Linked DNA regions of Mus musculus: region 2 is linked to region 1. The links are chromatin contacts, called in public promoter capture Hi-C maps. All regions are on one chromosome and are shown on one strand. The core of a region is the stretch at or near the end of the contact, and the rest is flanking DNA. Distances in the headings are between cores, read along the strand shown. Region 1 holds the start of Tmem131l (transmembrane 131 like). Region 2 holds the start of Arfip1 (ADP-ribosylation factor interacting protein 1).

Evidence for each region. Promoter capture Hi-C pulls out the DNA fragments that hold promoters and counts their contacts.
Region 2: a contact with region 1 is called in a promoter capture Hi-C map of pre-B cells. The contact joins the promoter of Arfip1 here to the promoter of Tmem131l in region 1. A contact is called at or near these places in 2 of 39 promoter capture datasets (hippocampal neurons and pre-B cells), 1 of 484 Hi-C or Micro-C datasets (embryonic stem cells) and 2 of 115 datasets of contacts at active chromatin or transcription factors (memory CD8 T cells and pancreatic cancer cells).

What each region holds. Positions count from the first base shown.
Region 1 is chr3:84,038,134-84,041,549 of GRCm38.p6, reverse strand. Tmem131l (transmembrane 131 like) reads left to right here and starts at 1,389. Exons shown (of 35, transcript NM_172681.4): 1 at 1,389-1,573; 2 at 2,165-2,235. The coding sequence starts at 1,450. It overlaps Gm30352 (a long non-coding RNA gene), which reads right to left and starts at 1,329. Exons shown (of 4, transcript XR_867387.3): 1 at 639-1,329.
Region 2 is chr3:84,580,951-84,584,198 of GRCm38.p6, reverse strand. It overlaps Arfip1 (ADP-ribosylation factor interacting protein 1), which reads left to right and starts at 1,574. Exons shown (of 9, transcript NM_001081093.2): 1 at 1,574-1,785. Gm35410 (predicted gene, 35410) reads right to left here and starts at 1,784. Exons shown (of 1, transcript NR_164319.1): 1 at 1-1,784.

The DNA of each region.
Region 1 (3,416 bases), core at 140-2,639:
TGGTTTTGTGGTACTGTGACCTGAACCAAGAGCTTTGCATGCGATAGCCGGGACATACCATCGATTTTCTGAGACCCTTGAATGCAGTGAGGGAATTTCAGTATCCGAGGGGCAAATAGAAACCCAGAGAAGTGAAATGAAGAGGAAAAAAAGGGTCCAATGGGATAGGACAGGACATCCTTGCCAGGGATGCACCCAAGCAATCTGGGGGGGGGGGGAGTAAGAAATAATTGGAGCTGCTCAAGTTGGACAAAGCAAAATGACATTTCCATGTGGACATTTGCTTTTATCAAGTGTTAAGTATGGCAAAGAAATCAGGTGGTTTAACCTCATTTAGAGTTACATCCAGACAAAGAGATTAGGTTCACAGTATGGTATTATGAAGAGAGCATCCATCATTCATATTGTCCTTGACCAACATCTGACCTGCTATGAGACTACATTTTTTCCCATAGTCTAGACTGGAAGGCTCCAGAAGCAATTAAACAGAAGATCAATGTAAGCAGACAGGTGTACACCATCACTTCCTGAAGCTCACAGTCTCTGAGTTTCATACGAGCTACGTTTGCTGCACACAGCAAATCAACTTAAAAAAAAAAAAAACAGAGGCAGAAAATAAATTTCCAAGTATGACTTACACTACTTATTAATATTGTTAACTGGCAGGCGATCTGTGCCCTCCACTTCAACTACGTTTAGCAAGTGGCTGGCTCACTTTTGCAGTCTGATTCTGCAGGTCCATCTGCAGGGCTCTTGAAGGTCTAACCTAAGCTCTCCCACCTGTCAGGATTTGGACCGTCTCCACAGAGGGCGCTGAGCGCATTACCGCCACGCGGCGCTGAGGTCAGCCTCTCGGGTGTTGGGAGAGCTTTTTATTCTAAATTACAGACCTCGCAGCCACCGGATATCCTCGCTGCATAACAGGCAGTAGCTGTGCGGCTGCACTCGCGTTTCCTGACAACCACAGCAATATTTCCACTAATATCCTGTTCAAGGCCAAGCGCTGGGCTACGATTCATTCCCAGGACCCCTCCCCCCGGGGGGTTAGTGCCCCCACCGTGGCCCGGGTGTCATCGACAAAGAGAACCTCATGAAAGTTCACGACAACACCCTCTCCCCGTGGGCCGCGAGCCCCAGCCCCCAGAGTCAAGCTTCTGGGGGCCCTCGGGCACGTGCTGCGCGCTGTGAGCGTTCGCATTGTCTTCGTCCCTCCGCTCCCCGCCGCGTTCCATCCCCTTCTATCTGCGGAGCACACGCGCTCGGGAGCAAGCGGCGCGCCGGCGCTGAGCAGCAGTCCAACAGCTGCGGGGGCGGGCCCAACAGCGGGGGGCGGGCCCGGAGGCGGGGCGGGGCCAGGGCGCGGGGGCGGGCCCGGGGCGCGGCCTGGCGGCCGCGGCGCCACCAAACAAGAGAACAAGATCGCTGCGAGCGAGCGCGGCGAGCACCAGCATGGCGGGGCTCCGGCGCCCGCAGTCCGGCGCCTACCGCCGCACGGCCGCTGCCGTGAACCTTCTGCTGGGCGTCTTCCAGGTCCTGCTGTCCTGCTGCCGTCCGGGAGGGGCTCAGGGACAAGGTCAGCCCGTCGTCGGGGCTGGCTGTCCCCGCCGCCCCGCCCCCCCTTTCTTTTAGGGAACTGTTGAAATCTGTGAGGGTTCGCGGAGGAAGGGGACTCGGGCGGCTGGGGAAGACGGGCTGCTGCAGCCCTGCGACCGCAGCGTCCCCTCGGCGACTCTAGGCCGGGCCAGGAGCGGGCAGCGTGGGGCTCAGGGACCGCTAGCCGCGCACGCCCCGGAGCCTTTGTGCGCGGGCCCCTGCGCCCCGGGCGCATCCCCCGCTTTGTGTGGCGCGCGGGTGCCTCGCCGCGCCCGGCTTCCTGCAGCTTTGTTTCCCCCAGCCCGGTGGCTTGGGGGTCGCGCCGTGCTTGGTGCGGCGGCCTCATGCCCTGGTCTTGACCAAGCCCGCACGCCCTCATCTTCTGGACCCCGGGGTCCGGCTGGGCATTGTATTTGCATCCTCGGCTCACCCCTCGGGTGGCCTGCCCTGCGAGGGGAGAAGGAGACTTGTTTGGGGGCAGGCGGTTGGCACGAGGGGACGGGCGAGGAAACAGGAAGCGTTTCTTTGCCGTGCATTACAAACGCGGTGTGTTTTTTTGGTGTCCGTGCAGCGTTTGAGCCCTTGCCGAACGTGGTGGAGCTGTGGCAGGCAGAAGAAGGGGAACTCCTGCTGCCCACTCAGGTGAGGAGGACCGGTGACAGGGCGGGTGTGGGCGTGTGAGGGAGGAGAGGCCTGGAGGTTGCCGGCCTTCCCCCCAATGGCACAGGAGCGCTCGGGTCACTTTGCAAGGCAAATAAACGGTCGTGCCGAGCCTGAACACCTGGCAACGGTGGCTCTTCAGCCTGGCTCCCGCGCCATGTGACAGGGTGTGAGTCAGGGCCGCCCCAAGTTCAGAAGGTGGGTGTCCAGGCCACCTCAGCAGGGTTGTGTGTCTCACAGCCTTGCGCCTGGCTAGTGGCGACTTCCTTGGCTCGTTAGTGGGCCAGGGTGGGCGGAGGACTCGCTTCTGGGTCTCCACGGCTGTCTCTAAGCAGGCGGGTGTGGTGTGGATGGCAAGTGGCTGGAGGGTTGAACACAATGGGAATATTGATTTCATAAATGTTAGTGAGTGGTACTTTGCCATTAGCCTAAGTAGCTTTGGGATGAAGAAGTGACTTTAAAGGAGTATAATCTTGGAATTTCTCCAAATGTCTTTAATTCCTGTTAGAACACACCCACTTAAGAACCTGAATTTCAGGTTTTTTCACCCCCCTACGATGATATAATGATTACATGTGGAAAAATAATTGCTAACGTTTTATTGGGAATCTGTAGCATAGAGGGCTTCAGGCTGCAACGGATGTGGTACTGCAAAGCTTTTGTCTTGAATTGCATGTTTCAGTTATGCAAGAAATTCTCACTGACTTGCAAAAGGTACCCACTTACACATAATTTTGAAAACATAATCTTGATGACTGTTTTCACCAGCAGTGTAGTAGAGACCCCAAATGCATTTGGGGGGTGTGTGTTTGCAGTGATAAGAGAACATTAGGCTTGCCTGTTTAAATTGTTTATTGCTTCCCATGCTGGTAGCAGCATTAAAATCAGGATGTTGAATTCTAACTTCTCTGCAGTCTCAAGGTTTACTGTTCTCCCTCTCACTGAAGCGGCAACAGTGCTGGCTTTGAGATATTTGGAATATTCATTTTGACCAGGGCCAATGAATAACAGCTTACAGGCAGAGGTGATTTTTCAGAGACACTTCCCCAGATCTTTCAGGAAGGCCAGCAGGCTCCAGGAGACCCACCCTTTGAGAATAAGCCCTGCTAGCAAGTAGTCCTTTCTCCTAAATGTATATTCCCAAATGAATTTTTAACCCTTGA
Region 2 (3,248 bases), core at 325-2,824, 540 kb before region 1:
ATCCCATCATAGTCTTGCTCACCACAATATTATGGATAAGGATAATCATGCAGAATACCAGAACCTCACTGGACTGATCGATCAGTTACTTAAAATAGACAACTAATAGCATCTTTATCAAAGAAAATTAGCATTAGTTCCAAGTCCATCAGAACCATCATAAAAACTATCAGCAATTCCTAGAGAAAGTATACAACTTAAGAACAAATAGATAATAAAAGAAGCCAAGTATCCCCAAATTTAAAGAAACACCACCAGGCATCCTCAAGGAGACACCCAGTTTTGTTATGTACTAGCTGTCCACACCATTCATACACAACCGGGCATTGCAAGACATGTTTTCCAAGTCACCCTTCAGAAGCCCTGTACATGATGACACTTGCACTTAGCTACAAGTCTTATTCAGTTCTTACAGAACGAGAGCAAGAGTTACACTAGACAGGGGCCCCTTTCTAATAATGGAGAAGACTAATGGGTTTCAACTCAAGAGGATGGTTTTGAGTAGGAAAATTCACAATACATTGCAGAATAATTACAGTTTGAGAGAATTGGTACCCACCCACCACTCCCTTTATAGCTCAATTTCAGAACAGAAAAGCCCTTTATACAAGATTTATGTTTGGGCATGTCAGCACTGTTTTTGTTGATGTTTTGTTTGAGTTGATGTGCTAGCAATCTAAGACAATACCGTTATTTAGGTTTGAAATATGTGTAGTGCATTATGTAAATGTATGTAGTGTTACTATTAACCAGACTGAGGAAGACACAGTACAAGGATATTTAAACTCATTATCTAACACCGCTGGGAATAGGGAAGATTCTCGCAGGTACCCCCAAAGTCTGGTAGGAAACGACCAAGAAGAGCTCTGGGAGAAGGGACAGTTGAACTGTTTCTGTGGACGGGGCGTCAGCGATCTACTTAAGAGGGGATGAGCAAGAAGGCAGAGTTCGGTTGCCGGCAAAAGAGGAGCAGCGAAGAAAAGTACTATGAGCCCACTGTCAGAGAGCAAGCACAGAAACAGAGCTACCACCGCACGTTCACGGTTGCCGGTCTTGGTGCACAGACTGGTAAGAGTGCGGTGATCGCGGAGAGCTAGCGAGAAACCTAAGAAAGCGAGGGCCGGGCTTCCGTGCTGCCAGCGCCGGTACACTCATCTTCGCTCCATCCCTTCCGCATCCCGTTCTTCTCTCCGGTGGTTGACAAACTTTCGGCTCCGCGGTGGTGAGCTACGGCCACCTCCACCCTCCAGACACGGAGTACGCGTGTGGGAAAAGGGTAGAGGATGTCTGGCTGGAGGGCTGCACTTCGCAAACTATGGACTGTTCCTCTACGCTGCAACCCGGTTACCCCGGCAACGGTCCGTGCGGATTCCCGGATGTAGTTCACAGGGCCGCGGCCCGGGGCGGAGTCGGGAGGACCCAGCCCCCTGGGAGACGCGCGCGCACCATAGAGACGTGGCGGGGCCCGGGCTTGGCTTCTAGAGAGAGGCTGTCCGGGGCCTAAGACCCCGCACTTCCGGTCTGCTCGCTTCCGGCTTCGCGGGTAGGGTGCAAGCGCCGGAGACCGGGTTGAGAGGTCGCGGGTGCAAGTGTCCTCGGCGGTTGGTTGCCCGGAGCCTGTGACAGCTGTAGCTGCTCCCCGCCCCCGAGGCGTGGGGGAGGAGACGAAGGAAAAGCTCCCGGTTGCGCTTCCGGTCCCTTCTCCCTCTGGCCGACGTGATTCCCGAGGGCTGCGACCGGGAGAGCCCGCGACGGAGCGCTGCCGGCTTCCCCGCTGACAGACAGGTGAGGGCGGAGCCGCGGCGGAAAGGAAGGGGTTGGGGTGGCGTGCTTCCCGACAGATGGATGTGTCGCCTGCGGCTACTCTCATCAAACTTGCTCCTGGGCACTTCCATCCCTGGGAGCAGCCAAGTCCGCCCCTTGGTCCCTCCTGTCCCTCTGAGTCTGAGTGTGTTCTGGAGTGAAGGGGGGCAGCACTGGCCCCTGGGGCGGCTCCGCTCGGCAGTGGGAAGAGTTGGCAGGGTCTGGGGCTTTCTGGACTCTGTCCGAGTGGGCCGCCTTTCCCCCTGCTCTTCCCTGAGTGTCCTGCTTCCTCTCTCCTGCTGTGAGAGGAAGGGAGGTAGCAATCTCTTGGAGAGATTGCCTGACACCGGTGCCGAGGGAGGCGCCCTGCCTGAAATGTCCCAAGCCTGAGGGCGTCCAAGGAATGCTGGAGTTTGGAGGAGGAAATTGTGGCCCTGCCTTCTGGTGCGTTCCTTATTGCCAAGTTAACTACTCTTTACGTGTCTAGGAAAGGAAGCGTCTCTCTCTCTCTCTCTCTCTCTCTCTCTCTCTCTCTCTCTCTCTCTCTGTGTGTGTGTGTGTGTGTGTGTTAAGTGCTTAGATTCTAGACTTTCTCCCCTGTTATTGCTTCCTTGGCTTTGTTCTTGTTTTCCTCTTGAACCCTCTGATCTCAAAAAGTTTATATTTTACACTTCCTGCAGATCCTTTAAGTCACCCTTTCAGGATTTCTGTGCGTCCCTCCTTTATTTTTTCCTGAACTATCCTTTCTTGGTTCTTATCTGATCAGGGGGGCGGAGGACGAATGAAAAAATCGCAGGGCTTTTCATCAACGTGTTGCTTTCACAACTGCGAAGGTGTGTTCACACTTGCCATTTGATTAACTTGATTGCTAAAGAAAGGTGCACCAGATTGATGGCGGTTGGTCAGTTCTCTGGAGGCTGCAGGAATGGCTTGTATTTCATTGCTGCTCTTTCAGAGCAAGCGTTGCAGCAATGTACACTTTTCTTGTATTTGTTCTATTTTTATTTGCTTTTAATTTTCGTTTTTGTTTTTCTTGTTCACCGTGACCAACGCTTCCTTCTAACTCCAAAGTTTAACAGTATATAGGAAAACAGCATATTTCCACTATGATTTTCTGAATAAAAGGCTTTGCCTGAGCTATTTTGTTTCCTGCTTGACAAGATGTTACTTTTCTTGGATTATGCTTGCTTTAATCCTGGGTTGGGGTCTCAGTCCAGGAATCAGGGGTTTTTCTATCTCTACCCTGAAATGATGTGCAAAGTTTGTATGTGTGTGTTCTGGGGAAATGCATTCTTCTTATCAAATTCTTAAAAGACGTGGAATGTGCAGCATGATTAAGAAGTACTGGTCTAGTGTCTTGTTGAAGCTAAAGGAAACAGTTTATTCACGGAGCTGCTGTTTCCCCAAGTTACACATGGTTTACTCGGGTGTTATGCAGAGCAGAG